Regions from separate parts of the Sus scrofa genome. Here region 2 is linked to region 1. Evidence: chromatin contacts called from public Hi-C data. All regions are on one chromosome and are shown on one strand. The core of a region is the stretch at or near the end of the contact, and the rest is flanking DNA. Distances in the headings are between cores, read along the strand shown. Region 1 holds the start of BRWD1 (bromodomain and WD repeat-containing protein 1). Region 2 holds the start of SH3BGR (SH3 domain binding glutamate rich protein).

Region 1 (6,703 bases), core at 1,246-3,745:
ATATGGAGGTTCCCAGGCTAGGGGTCAGATCGGAGCTGTAGCCGCCAGCCTACGCCAGAGCCACAGCAACACGGGATCCGAGCCGCCTCTGCGACCTACACCACAGCTCACGGCGACACCGGATCCTTAACCCACTGATGGAGGCCAGGGATCAAACCTACAACCTCATGGTTGCTAGTAGGATTCGTTAACCACTGTGCCACCAAGGGAACTCCTCTGCAAAATTTTTAGAACTTTCTTGAAAATATTCACTTTTGGAGTTCCCGTCGTGGCACAGTGGTTAACGAATCCGACTAGGAACCATGAGGTTGTGGGTTCGGTCCCTGGCCTTGCTCAGTGGGTTAACGATCCGGCATTGCCATGAGCTGTGGTGTAGGCCACAGACCCGGCTCGGATCCCACGTTGCTGTGGCTCTGGCGTAGGCCGGAGGCTACAGCTCCGATCTGACCCCTAGCCTGGGAACCTCCATATGCTGTGGGAGCGGCCCAAGAAATAGCAAAAAGACAAAAAAAAAAAAAAAAGAAGAAAGAAAGAGAAAAAAAAAAAAGAAAATATTCACTTTTAAGCGTTTGCCTCAAAAAAAAAAAAAAAACTTCTAGGAAAGCAAATATTAAAATTGGCAATTACAGTGATGAATTTTCGTTAGAATTTTGTCTTATAAAAAAAAAAAACTGACAATTGAAAAGACTCTTTTGTTACATTGACCCAAGTTTAAGTGCTAATACTTAACTGTTCTCAGAGAACAAATCCTATTTTTGTTCTCTTGTTTAACAATGATGTTCATATTCTACCAACTTCTACTTACAGGTGTTAGAACCATAGTAAAAGATCATTCAAGAGCTCTTTTTTCAGTTATTTTACTCATACAGGAAGCTTAATATGGCCTGACAACTAAAGGAATTTCTTGTTCTAATACACAAATTGGAAAAAAATACTCTCCTAAAAAGGTTTTATTCCACCAAGGACAAATGAGTGAATAAAACAAAAGCATATATAGTGAGAGTAACTAAAAAAGACGAGCAAGTACAATGAAAAGAGAACTGCAATCTCCGTTAACGGTGCTCCAGAAAGAGAAACTACATAGTTAGAGCCTATATTAAGTTATGCACAGCAAGAGCATTATAAAAGTTTATCAAAATTTCCCAAGGCATTCAACAAGTGTAACACAGTTTAGAACGGCGAAAGTATTGCAGGAGTGGCACAGTCTCAAAGCAGCAGGGTTTTTATTACTCCGCGGAGGAAAAAAGAAAAAAACAAAATAAACCAAAAGCTAGAGAGGAACCTTCCTCCACCTTTCAAACACCAACGCTTCTATTCCTAGGGAACAAGTGGTTGGAAGATCTGGGCGGGGCAAAAGGAGGAAGACCAATCAAAGGTCGAGTTACAAGTCGGGTTCAGGACAAACACGGCTGAGAGCAGCTCGCTGAATGGCTGGCGAGCCCCCGGCTCTCACCATAGGCAGCCGCACCTGGGGACCCACCCCGCCACAAACCGCGGCGCAGGTCGCCCCCACCTCCACCCGGCCGCCCCCCAGGGCCGTTTCCTACCCAAACAAACCCGGCCTCCCCAAAGCAAAACAAAGCCTACGGGAGGCGGTCCCGCTGTCCCAGGGATGCCTCGGCCGCCTGGCCGCCCCCTCCGCGCGCGGCTCGGTCACTTCGCCCCTCCGGCGGGAGCCCCGAAAAGGGGGCGGGGGGCGGGTGCTCGGAAACACCGGGATGGAAATGTCAAAAGTCTCACCAATTCCTCGTAGCTCCTGTTGTGCTCGTTGCCCTCCCAATCCAACCTCTTCGGCAGCAGCTGCAAAGACCCAAGATGCACACGAGTGACCACCGAGCGGGGGGTGGCGGGGCGCAACGGGGTGGGGGGCGGCGGGGACGCGGGGCGGGGAGCCGGACGAGCGGCCCCAGGCAGGGCCGGGAGGGGACGCAGGGGACGCGGCGGGACGGGCGTGGGCGAGGCCGCGAAGCACAGACCTGGTACTGCTCCAGCTCCTGCACCAGCACCTGCAGCCGACGAGACGCGCAGTTAGGGGGGCGGGGGCCGCACCCCGGTCCGCCCGGCGCCCTCCTCCCGAGACCCCAGGCGGCGGCGGGGCCGGGACCCCCGGGGCGCGGCCGCCGCCGCCCGCGGGCCCGCACTCACCTGGGCGGCTCTCCGACACGGGCCGGCCGATAGGTACCGGGCGATGAGGAAGTACAGCTCTGCGGGGAGACGGGGAGTCGGGTCAGGCGCGGGCGGGAGGGTGGCGGGGAGGGGGCCGGGGCGGGGGCGCCGCGGGGAGGGCGCGGGCGGCGCGTCTTACCCGACTCGATGAGGGGCACCGGGCGTCGGGCGGGCGAGGGCTCCGCCATGGCCGGGCGCGGGGCCGGGGCGGGAGCGGGCGAGCGAAGCGTGTAGGCCGCGCCGAGGCCTGACCGGGCCGGCGTTCCTCTACCTCAGGCGCGCCGCCGCTGCCGCCGCCGCCGCCGCCGCCATGCCGTGCGCGCCGCCAGCGCCGACGCCTCCGCGAAGTAGTGCCTCCAGGGGAGAGAAAGTAGTCCCTCTGTGGGCGCCGCCCGTGCCACCGGACGAACGACGGTCCGACCCCGCCAGGAAGGGCGAGCCTCGCCTCCCTCTCCTCTCCCTCGGGGGGCGCAGAGAGGACACTGTGTGCGCTGGGGGCCGGGCCCGGCTCGGGCGGCCGGTGGGGGAGGGGCGCGCGCGTGGCCGGGATCCCTGCGCGCGGTGAAGCGGCTCCCGGCCATTGTGAGGCGGCGGCCCGGCTGCGCGGCGGGGCGGGCGCCGGGGGCGGAGGTCGGGCGGGGGCCGCGGTGGGGGCAGGGACGGGGACAGGTCCTCGCTCCCCCGGCCGGAACCCAGCGTCTCCATCCGGGACGTCAGGGGCCCAGGACCCGCAGCGGGTGCGGCGGGGTCGCCCGCTTCGGGCTCTCGGAAGGGACACTCACGGACGCTCATCCGGGGCCAGTGTGTCTGCCCCCCGGGAAAGATGGTTCGCTTCGAGGACGGAACACCCTTAAAACCGAGATCGTGCCACCCAGATGAGAACGCCGGGCCGAGAAGCTTTCCGCCGGGAGGGGAGGAGGAGTGAGGAACGCCGCGGGATGGGGAGGCCAGGGGTCCGCGGACGCTGACTCTCTGGCTCGGAGGGCAGAGCCGGGTTGCCGCATGCGGGGGAAGGAGAGCCGTGGGACAGAGCCGCAGTCCTGCCGGAGCCCGCAGCCCCCGAGAAAGGGTCAAAGAAAACGCAGTGCATCGCAGAGGATGTAAACCTGGCTAGGAGGGAGCAGCCCAGGGCCGGCGACGACCTAGCCGGGCGAGGAGGGTGGGAGGAAGCGGGCAGTGCAGACACGCAGCGGCCACCTCTCGGGGGACGCCCGCGGGGAGCCGTGGGCAAGTGGGATTCTCTTGGGAAACAGTCGTAGGACTTGAGGTTGGAGCAGTGGACCAGGGTCCCCCAAAATTCCCTTAATGCCCGTGGCGGGCTTCTAATCTAACCACATTCCTTCGGCCAACGTACCCGGTTTGCCCTATTCTGAGCCCTAAAGCACAGCAGGGAGCAAAACCGGGCCCTATGGAGCAGACGTTGTAATTCCAGTTCCTAGGCAGTCTGATAACCTCCAGAGCTTCAAGAGATGAAACATTTGGGTTCAGATCAGACTCTGGGTTGGGACTAACCCTGGGCCTTTACCCGCTGAAAGTGTGACTTTGAGCACGTCACAACCTCTGAGCTTCTATTTTCCTCACCTGTAAGCTGTAGATAGTATGTGTGCCCACTTCATAGGGGGACCATAATGGGTTAATAAGTGTTCTTAGGGTACATAAGCGCCATATACCTGCCAGTTTTTAATTATTTACACCACATAGCCAAAGTTTTTCTGTATATTTATGAAGGAACAATTCAAACATGTTGGAACAAGTGCCTCAGTCGTCTGTTCTTGTATCTTGATTCAGCAAACACCATCAAGTGATGGGGATAAAGGATGAAGGCATAGGCTGCAGCTTTGCCATCCAAGACTTCATTGTCTTTTAGGAGGTGTAAGCAAAGAAGGACAAGGTTTAGGGCAGAAACAGAAGGGAGATTCCACCTGCCTGTGGGAGGGGAGATGTTAGAATTTCTGAGTATTCATGTGGAAAGGGATTCCAGGCACATGAATAACAAAGGGCCAAGACATGAACAACATTCCAAGTTGAAGGAACTCAAGTTTAATAAGTCCAAGTTAAAATTGGGGGAGGGGGAGTTAAAATTGGGAGCAAGTAAAGGGTTCTAAGCCAGAAAGGCTTCTTTTTCCATTTCAGGATAGATTTGGAAGGGTTAAGACCAAGAGGCAGGAAAACCACTTAGTAGACCCCTAAAATAGGAAACAGGTGAAGGTGTATTAGGCCATCATTTATAAGGATGGAGAGGAGACGGGTCCAGAAACGTGTAGGAGGTTAAATCATTAAGATGAGGTTGAAGGAGAGGAAGAGTGCCCAAAATCTCAAGTTCAGGCTTAGTACGTCACGGTTGTGTCACCTAGTGAGATAGGCCATGCAGACTGTAGCTAGATTGCTAAGATGGATAACTGCTTGGAACGACTTGATTACTTGAAGGTACAGCCCGTATATTCCTGTGGGACAGTTTGATCTGATAATACAAGATTACCAGAGTTAGCAAATAGCAAAGACCTAAAGAGAATTTGACCTTTCAAAGATTGACCCAGGAATTGCGTATTTCATTTTGTAGCAATATCATAAAAGCAATACCATTTTGTAGCCCCAAGTGCTGGTAACCATTGCAAGAGGTCAGAAAAGATGATGGGAGTTTTCCTTTGCACAAGCCCTAGTTCCTTCACAATTTACTCAGTCGTCTGGACAAACACGTTCTGAGATTGGAATAGAGACACAAGGATCTCTGACAAGAGGCAGAGTGCCATCCCCCTTCAGCTCTCAAGTGGCGGAGACCTAGATTTGACTCCCACTCAGGCCAGTGAAGAGGAAGAAAGGGGGAAATACTGTCCAGCAGCAGCTCCCAAGTTGGGACCTGCCCAAAGGGGTCTCCCAACAAGGCAAGAACCCTGCCCTCACACAGCTGAATCCGAGCCATTCCAGATGCACACACTAAAGTGTTGCTTGGGGCCATTGGAAAGAACCACCGTGGCGCCCTAAATTATCAAAAAGTTTCTTAGTAAGCAAGGTTGGAAATCTTAAGGGCTGGTAACCAGCTGTAATGCTGTCACCCACCTCCGCTAAAAGAGAACTTTAGCGTTTTTGTTCTTGGCAAGCAGCCCCTCTCCTGGATAAATGTCACCGACTGTCCCGAAGTCAGGTGCTATCAGCACGCTCACTTCACAGCTGGAAACCTGAGGCCCAGATTGAGAAGGGCCCAAGGGCACAGGGCCAGGCTTCCAGCCCACTTGGGACAGTACGACCTGAGGCTGAGCCCGCACCCTGCAAACTTCTGAGGCCCTCCCTCATTTTATGAAGGAGGAAATCAGGGCCCGGAAACCAGGGGATTCGACACGATCACACAAACAGCATGTGAGAAGGTCAAACTTTGAAAATGAATTTCCCGTCGTGGCTCAGCAGAAACAAATCTGCCTAGTAAACATGGGGACGCAGATTCAACCCCTGGCCTCCCTCAGTGGGTTAAGGATCTGGCGTTGCCATGAGCTGTGGTGTAGGTCACAGACGTGGCTTGGATCCCGAACAGCTGTAGCTCTGATTCGACCCCTAGGCTGGGAACTTCCATGTGCCACGGGTGCAGCCCTAAAAAGGATAAAAAAAGAAAAAATGCATGATTTGCATAATCTTTTCCTACCACCAGCAAGCCTGAACTATTTATTTATTCTCTTTAAGGGTGAGGAAACTGAGGCTTAGAAAGTTAAAAATTTGACTACTGATGAAACATCATTAAAAAAGAATTCAGGAGTTCCCATTGTGGTGCAGCGGAAACAAATTCTGACTAGGAACCATGAGGTTGCGGGTTCAATCCCTGGCCTCACTCAGTGGGTTAAGGATCCAGCATTGCTGTGCCTCTGGCGTAGGCCATCGGCTACAGCTCCAATTCAGCCTCTCTCCTGGGGACCTCCATATGCCGCAGGTGCGGCCTTAAAAACACAAAAAGACCAAAAAAAAAAAAAAGAATTCAGTGGAACCTTTCAGTCACTATTTAGGAGTCGCTAGGCATTAAGTGTGAAGAGTATATCTGGAAAATGGTGAGGAAACCAACCTGTTCCCAACAATTCTCATAGGAGAGAGATCCAAGACGAGGATTAAAGATTAGCGTTAGTTTTGAAAGAGTGAAAAATGAAGTCAGTGGTTAGCAGTGGAGATGATGCAAAGAAAATTATATACATCATTCAAATTCCGCTTTTTTTTTTTTTGGCGGGGGGCGGGGTGGAAGCAAGGTGTAGAGCGGCTTGACGTGGGACATTTCCCACGCCAGGGACTGAACCTGGGCCACCGTGGTCCTAAGCGCTGGGCCACCACGGCATTCCCACATCATTCCGATTCTAATACCGATACAATAATGCAAACATCCATTGTGAACTGAATTTAGTTTCAGCTGCAGGCACTCGATGCAGGCACAGTGTCAGTCTTGTCCTGAGCGACTTAGGAAAGTAGTCGGTGTTGGACCTACGGAAAACAGGAGAAACTATGAAAAATCTGCATCAGTACGTGGAAGTGAATTCACGTGCGCCCAAAACCCTGCATCATTTCA
Region 2 (6,703 bases), core at 1,621-4,120, 150 kb after region 1:
CGGGAAAAGAGTACACTGTCTACACTCGAGGCAATTAGGAGGCTGCAGAAATTATCCAGGCCTGGGCCAGGGTGGTGATAGTGGGGCTGGGAGAAATGACTGGTGTGTGGGTACTTTGTGAAGGATGTCTTGACAGACTGACACGAGAAGGGACAGAATGGGAGTCAAGAAAGACACCAAGGGCCAGACGGCTAGGAGAATGGTTTCCAGTTACTGGGGTGGGTAACAGCAAGGGAGGAACAGGTGTAAGGCAACGTTCTGGACTTGCTGTGCTGGAGATGCCTTAGACATCTAAGTAGAGATATGGGCAGGCAGACACTGGTCTCACGGTCAGAGGAGGGTCAGGGATGGAGACAGACAAGAGAGGTTCACTGCGCTTTGAGCCCACGAGACTCGACAAATTTAACTAGAAAGGGAGAACAGATTAGAAAAGAAAAAGGTTCAAGGTCGTGTTTGGCAGTGAAAAACTAGTCTGCAAAAAGTCACCGGATGGCACACCTGTGGCAAGGAAATGTTAAAGCACCCCGGGGAAACCGTGGACATAGTTCCAAGGTCGAGGTGAGTAGGTGAGGGACAAACACAGAACAAACAAAGGATTCAGATTTCCTCCGGTTTGGTGATTGGGGCGTGTCAGCGCTAAGGGGAGAAGAAAAAAAGAAAACACGGCAAAAGAAAGCTGGTAGGAGCAAAAGTGAAGTTATCAGATTCATATATAAGAGATACATGACGGCGAAAGCCTGAGAGTCGGGTGGGCGGGTGACATCGACCCCAGCGTGACCGGGGTACAGGGTCGGGTGGGGTGACTGGAGCCTGGCCGCTCCCCTGGCCGCACCCGCGCCGGCTCCCAGCCGGGCCCTGCCCCAGTTCCTCCAGCAGCCAGACCGCGTGCGGGCGGGTCGGGGTCCCGGGGCCAGCGTGGGCTTGTGTGCTGCGTGGGCTCGGTCACTGGCCGAGCAGGGAAGAAGGACGCCGACAGTGGCTCTTCAGGCTGCACTTTGCAGGAGGAAGCGGCCTGACGACCTGGCTACATTACCAACTCGAGTACAGCCAGGCAGCGAGGCCCGAGCTGGGCAGGGGCTACAGCTGAGTGACCAGGCGACACTGTAAGTTAAGGTTCGGAAAGTTTAGCAGGAGGCTCGGCTGGGGCTGGGCGGAGGCCTCGGGCTGCAGGGCGCGGCGGCGGTTACCTGTTGCGCGCGGCTCCGGCTGCAGCGCTAACCCAGCGGCCTCCCGGCGCTGACGCGTTGCCCTGGAAACTGGCACGCTGGGCCTTCTGGGACCTGCCGGGAGGGGCGGAGCCGCGAGTCTGCGCGCACGCGCACTGGGACCCCGTCTGGTGGTGCGTGGCTCCGGCGGTCTAGGGCGGGGGAGAGTCCTGCTCCACGTGATTCCTCCTTGAGAGAGAAGTGAGCTGGCGGCGTAGGCGTTTGCAAAGGAGCCTCAGGTTGCACCTCCTCAGGGCCCGGGACCTCGGTGGCGCCCTGGCCGCGCCGGGGTGAGAGAGCCGGCCCCGCGACGTCCCCGTAGGCTCGGAGATCCCGCGGTTCTTTCGCGCGCCGGTTAGCCCTCGCCCTTGCACCGGGTGTTTTGAATCCGAGTCCGTTGCGCGTGTCTGGTTCCTAGCTTGGGAGGGGCGTGGATGGAGAGCTGAGCGCTCCTGTTAACCTCTCTGTGTAAAGATAGATTTCTTGGGTGAAAGGAGAAAACCATGACAATGAAGCAATGCATGCTTGGTGTAGAAAATTGACAATGTACAGGAAAGTACAAGAAGATGTAAAAATCACCAAGATCATGGAATTACAAGTGCTAAAAAGTGATTGCGTAAGAATTTTTAGTGATACATTGGCATCATTAACGAAGCTTAGCACTATTTCTCTTCTCCTCTTCCTCCTCCTCCCATTGTATCAACGCCCTGTTGAATGTCCTTGTAGATTAATTTTAGGGGTCACTCCTAGTTAGAATGCGTTCTTCCAGGTTGCCATAGCCACCTCCTCCTTGAGCAGCAAGGGACTTAAAAAAGAGACTCATTTCTCTAAAGAGGACTAAATATCCTCCCTTCGTTTGCCCCTAACACCCTTGATCTTGGTTTTGGAACCCATCGAAGAGTTGGGTGGCTAGCTTTTGGGCGTCTTACTAGATTTTTAACAACAACAGCAAAATCTAACTTTGAACACAATTCAAACATCTATACAAATAAGATGAGGGAGCCTGCTACCAACAGACCATTAATCTCCCCCCCCACACCCCGCCCCAAGGTCTCTGAAACAGCGGAGACAATTTGTTTGTTGAAGTCATGGGTGCTGACAAGCCAGCCGCCACCTCCCTGCCGGGTCTGGGATGTCAGTGAAACCTTACACGGTCCCTCGGCTTGTCAGCTCCGGTTCTTTAAAAGGAACAGGTGGCAAAGGGAGAAAACTGGCCACAGGCCACTCTTAACGGAATCTATTGTATGACGATTCATTTGATTTGTAAACAGATGTGTCAGAAAAATTAAAAGGAAGGAACGCGCTCTGTATTTGTTTAAAGGCTTCGGTGCCTGTTCTGACCCTTCCGGTTCGTTTGGCAGAAGCCCTGTAAACAAAGCCTCCTCCGGGACCGAGCCGGTGTTTTCTGGGCTTTTCCGGCTCCCGAGAGCCCTTCCCTCCTCCTCCCTCCTCCTCCTCCTCCGGTACCCGGGCCCCACCTCCCTCCGGTCCGAGACACCTCCCCGCCGGTCTCTGATTGGTGCAGAGCGCAGCCTTGCCTTTTAGGGACTGTTGTCGGGCTGTTAAAGTGATAAGGGAAAGCGTCCAGTGGCTGCTTTTACCAACCAATCAACTATTTTCCTGACAGATCCCCAAATATTCCCGAGCCAATGGAGGGGAGAGCCCGAGATGCCTGGGCCTCTCCTGGGAGAGGCAGGAGCTCAGACAGCCCTGGGCCCCCGCCAGCCCCCACCTGGCATTTGTCTGTGTCACTGTCAGGATTTGTCTAGCGCCGCGTCCCCTAGCAGGGGTGTGTTGGGGGGAGCCCTCTTTCCAGACTCTCAAAATGGTTATCAAAGTGTTTGTTGCCACATCTTCTGGGTCCATAGCGGTAGGTGTCTGATGGAATGGGGGGGCTTGTCTTCCTGTCCTACTTTCTGAGTATCTTAGACTTGGAATAGAAGGAGCCGGTATGACCCAGCGCTGGCCTTAAATTTCTTTTTTCAGGCGTAAGTAAACGCGGCTCGGCAGTCAGTCTGTGAGCCCTTTGCTTTCGGCCTTGGTTCGAATGGTGTTTAGCGTGTGAAATGTGTGATCCGGGGTAGCTGGGTGTGGAAGGGGAGTCCAGGAAGGGGGCGTGTTGCTGCTAGAACTTTGAACATGTGATTTCAGTCCTGTTGTATCGCATATGTATCTATGATCGAATCAGAGGGACTTTTTTGGTGTGTGGAGTGTTTCTGCCGTTCCTTCTGTCAGATTTATTTAAAATTGCACATAATGTAAAAATATTTGGAGCGTATGATGGACCAGATTATTAAAATGACTCCTGGGTGCAATGACTTGTGTATATCATGTAACTGTAACAAAAAGTGTAAAGTTAGCGTGTGTAATGCTATTATTTGAGGAAAATGATACCGCAGTGACCAGAACAAACATTTCTAAGGCCCCAGATTTAGATATGCCAGGAATTCAAACGGACCAAAAATAGGCGTGAAAAGTCGACCCCCCCATAACATCGCTTGGTCAGATTTCGCGTAAAGGAAGGGCTTTTCTCCTTGGAAATAGTTCAGGCTTTGATTTTAGGCTTGAACCTGCAGAGTCTGCCTGGGACTGAGATTTCAGCCAGCATTTTAGCATCTCAGAGGCTGTGGAGAGAAAACAGTTTTATTAGTCCTGAAAGCGGGAGACCTGCAGCGGGGCTGTTTCCTTTTATATCTGGTCCCTGGACCTTCTCAGGTTGCAGCCTGGGCTTCAGTGGTCACTCAGCTCGGGATGATTCCAGGCGGGTGGGTGGCCCAGGGAACAGTCCTAAGGGCAGCTCCTGAATGCCACCTCCCCCCGCAAAGTTCACGCGGTTTCCAGACGGGATAAGAGGAAAACAGAGGAAAGAGCCTGGTTGTCCCTGGTGAGCAGAGCTGATGGCAACTGTATAGTGATCTCTTGAAGGTCTTTGAACAGAAAACAATGAGGCAAAATTCCAAGTGTAAAACTGCAGAATCCTTTGTGGCTGCTGCTGACCACAGACACTTTTAGTTGATCTACAAAAAGGATGTTTTGGGGGAGTTCCCATGGTGGCTCAGCGGTTAAGTACTGGACGTTGTGTCCATGTGGATGCAGGTTTGGTTCCTGGCCCCGCTCAGTGGGTACAGGATCCCGAGTTGCTGAAAGCTGCAGAGTAGGTCGCAGATGCGCCTTGGATTTGGTGTTGCGGTGACTGTGGGGTAGGCAGGCACCTGCAGCTCTGATTTGACCCTTGGCCTAGGAACTTCCATATGCTGCAGGTGTGGCTGTTAAAAAAAAAAAAAGAATATTTTTGGATTCATTAGGTGAAACAATTTTTGTGTGTGTGTGTGTGAAGAAAATGGCTTTAGTGGGCTTCAGATATGCTGTTGATGCTCATTGCTGGAAACTTCTGCTACTCACCTGCCAATCTTCCCCCTATCCTGTAGACCAGGTCTGAGTGGCTTTATGTATCCTTCTGGAGACATGCACAAATGTGTGGATTTCTTAGGAATATCTCATGTCCTACCTTTTTGAAGTTGGGAGCATGGTTTCGTTAACCTGGGAGGACCCGGAGATGTACTGATCATTCCAGGATCTTGGAAAATCCAAGTCCAGTCTGCTGCCCTAAGCACATGTCTCGGTGCCACTTGGCACTGTGTGACCTTGGAAAAATTATTTCACTTTGCTAAGCCTCAATTTCCTTATCTGTAAAATGAGGACAAAAATAGTATTTCTCTCATCGCATTGTCATGAGGACTTGGCATGGGGACAATAGGCATGGAGTCCCCAGTGTGGTGTCAAGTGCTTAATAAAAACTATCATCAGTAGTTAGTGTTATAATTGTTAGCTATGGTTCGCTAAGTTTATAATTGTTGTAACTTGGTTATTATACATATGAATGTTAGTTAATATTACCGAAGTTGTTTTAATTATTATGAGTGCTTGCAGATCTGCATCGGTGATGGGGTTTCAGAAGAATTGTCTCAAGCACTTACATGGAAGCATTTCTGTCTTACCCTAAAGAGGGAGAACTGATTATACCCATGCTGTCAGTGCTAATGATTTTTCCTGGCTGGGGCAGTTCCAGAAGCTTCTTTGCAGGCCAAGCCAGAGCAGCTGCCAGGACTTAGGCTGTGTCTGTATGGTGTTGGGTCTACAAAACCTTTACTGCGTACTTCTTCCGTCTGTGTACTTTAAGAATGGGTCCTAGCCTGTAACCTTATCAGAGGGAGAGCATTATGGCATCTGTTGGATGCATGAAATAGATGAAGAAGGAAAACACCAGTCGTAATCTCTTGATGAGGATTACACGTGCAGCTGTGTGTCATATCACTGTTTTAACCATTGATGCCAAAGCGTGGTTACGTGTGTCCCACTTTACAGGGGATTTGAGCGCAGAAGTCTGTGCCTCCGTGTCTGACCCTCCTCTCTTCCTGAAGGTCATTGCCACAGCGGGCAGTGGGGGGGACAAAGGGAGAGAGGCCAGTCCTCACCGTTTTCAGCATACACAGCCCCTGAACTGTCATCCTTAAGGACAGACTCCAGTGGTGACTCTGGGCTTTTGCAACCCTTTTTCCAGCCTTGATGGAATGTAACTATAGTGGAAAAACACGGCTCTCAAATTTGATGGATCTGGATGTGCATCTTGGAAGCTTCTTTAATTCCCTGGTACCCTGGCTCTGTTATCTTAAAATGGTGATCCGAATTCTTGCTTGGCAGGGCCCTCAGGACGAGTAAAGGAGATAACAGCCTGCCAGGTGCCTGAGGGCACAGCTTCTTGACTTGTGGTGCAGGACGGTTTTCCACGCATTTCTTGGTTCTCACCAACATCTGGGGGGGAAGGCAGCCTCCTCTCCATTTTGCAGATGAGACCGTGGAGGAACAGAGCCCCTGCCCCGACAGCAGGCTTCCCAGCCCGGAGGGAAAGGCACGTCACCTCTCCCTCCAGGGCAGCCTGCTTTTTACTGCAGTACAGTGACCTCGTTTGGAGAGCTTCCTGACTGTCTGTACAGGACAATAAACGAGAGGTGCCAAGTGAGTGACCCAGAGATCACGCTGACGCATCGCGGTAACCAACAGTGGCCTGTGACTTCAGGACAGAGCATGAGACTTTATTTTTTTAACTTTATTTATTTATTTATTTTTAAGGGCTGCACCCGAGGCATGTGGAGGTTCCCAGGCCAGGGGGCAAATCTGAGCTGCAGCTGCCGGCTTACGCCACAGCCACAGCCACGCCAGATCCGAGCCACATCTGCAACCTACCCCACAGCTCACAGCAACGCCGGATCTTTAACCCACTGAGCAAGGCCACGGATTGAACCTATGTCCTCATGGATGCTAGCCGGGTTCATTAACCACTGAGCCATGACGGGAACTTCAAGAATAATCTTTGTCTTGAAGTACCGTTGATTTATAATGCTGTGATAGTTCCAGGTGCACAGCCAAGTGATTCATTCATCCGTATGTAGGCATTCATTTTCAGATTCATTTCCGTTAGGTTGATATAGGATTTTGAA

What was found. A called contact is a pair of places that touch in the nucleus more often than the background predicts.
Region 2: a contact with region 1 is called in a Hi-C map of epiblast stem cells, with 3 times the contacts expected there. The contact joins the promoter of SH3BGR here to the promoter of BRWD1 in region 1. A contact is called at or near these places in 8 of 47 Hi-C or Micro-C datasets (embryonic fibroblasts, epiblast stem cells, heart right ventricle and 3 more).

What each region holds. Positions count from the first base shown.
Region 1 is chr13:202,894,050-202,900,752 of Sscrofa11.1, forward strand. BRWD1 (bromodomain and WD repeat-containing protein 1) reads right to left here and starts at 2,496. Exons shown (of 42, transcript XM_021070988.1): 1 at 2,306-2,496; 2 at 2,146-2,204; 3 at 1,977-2,006; 4 at 1,741-1,800. The coding sequence starts at 2,354.
Region 2 is chr13:203,043,705-203,050,407 of Sscrofa11.1, forward strand. SH3BGR (SH3 domain binding glutamate rich protein) reads left to right here and starts at 2,871. Exons shown (of 8, transcript NM_001244236.1): 1 at 2,871-3,075. The coding sequence starts at 3,031. It overlaps LCA5L (lebercilin-like protein), which reads right to left and starts at 1,495. Exons shown (of 9, transcript XM_005670355.3): 1 at 1,188-1,495.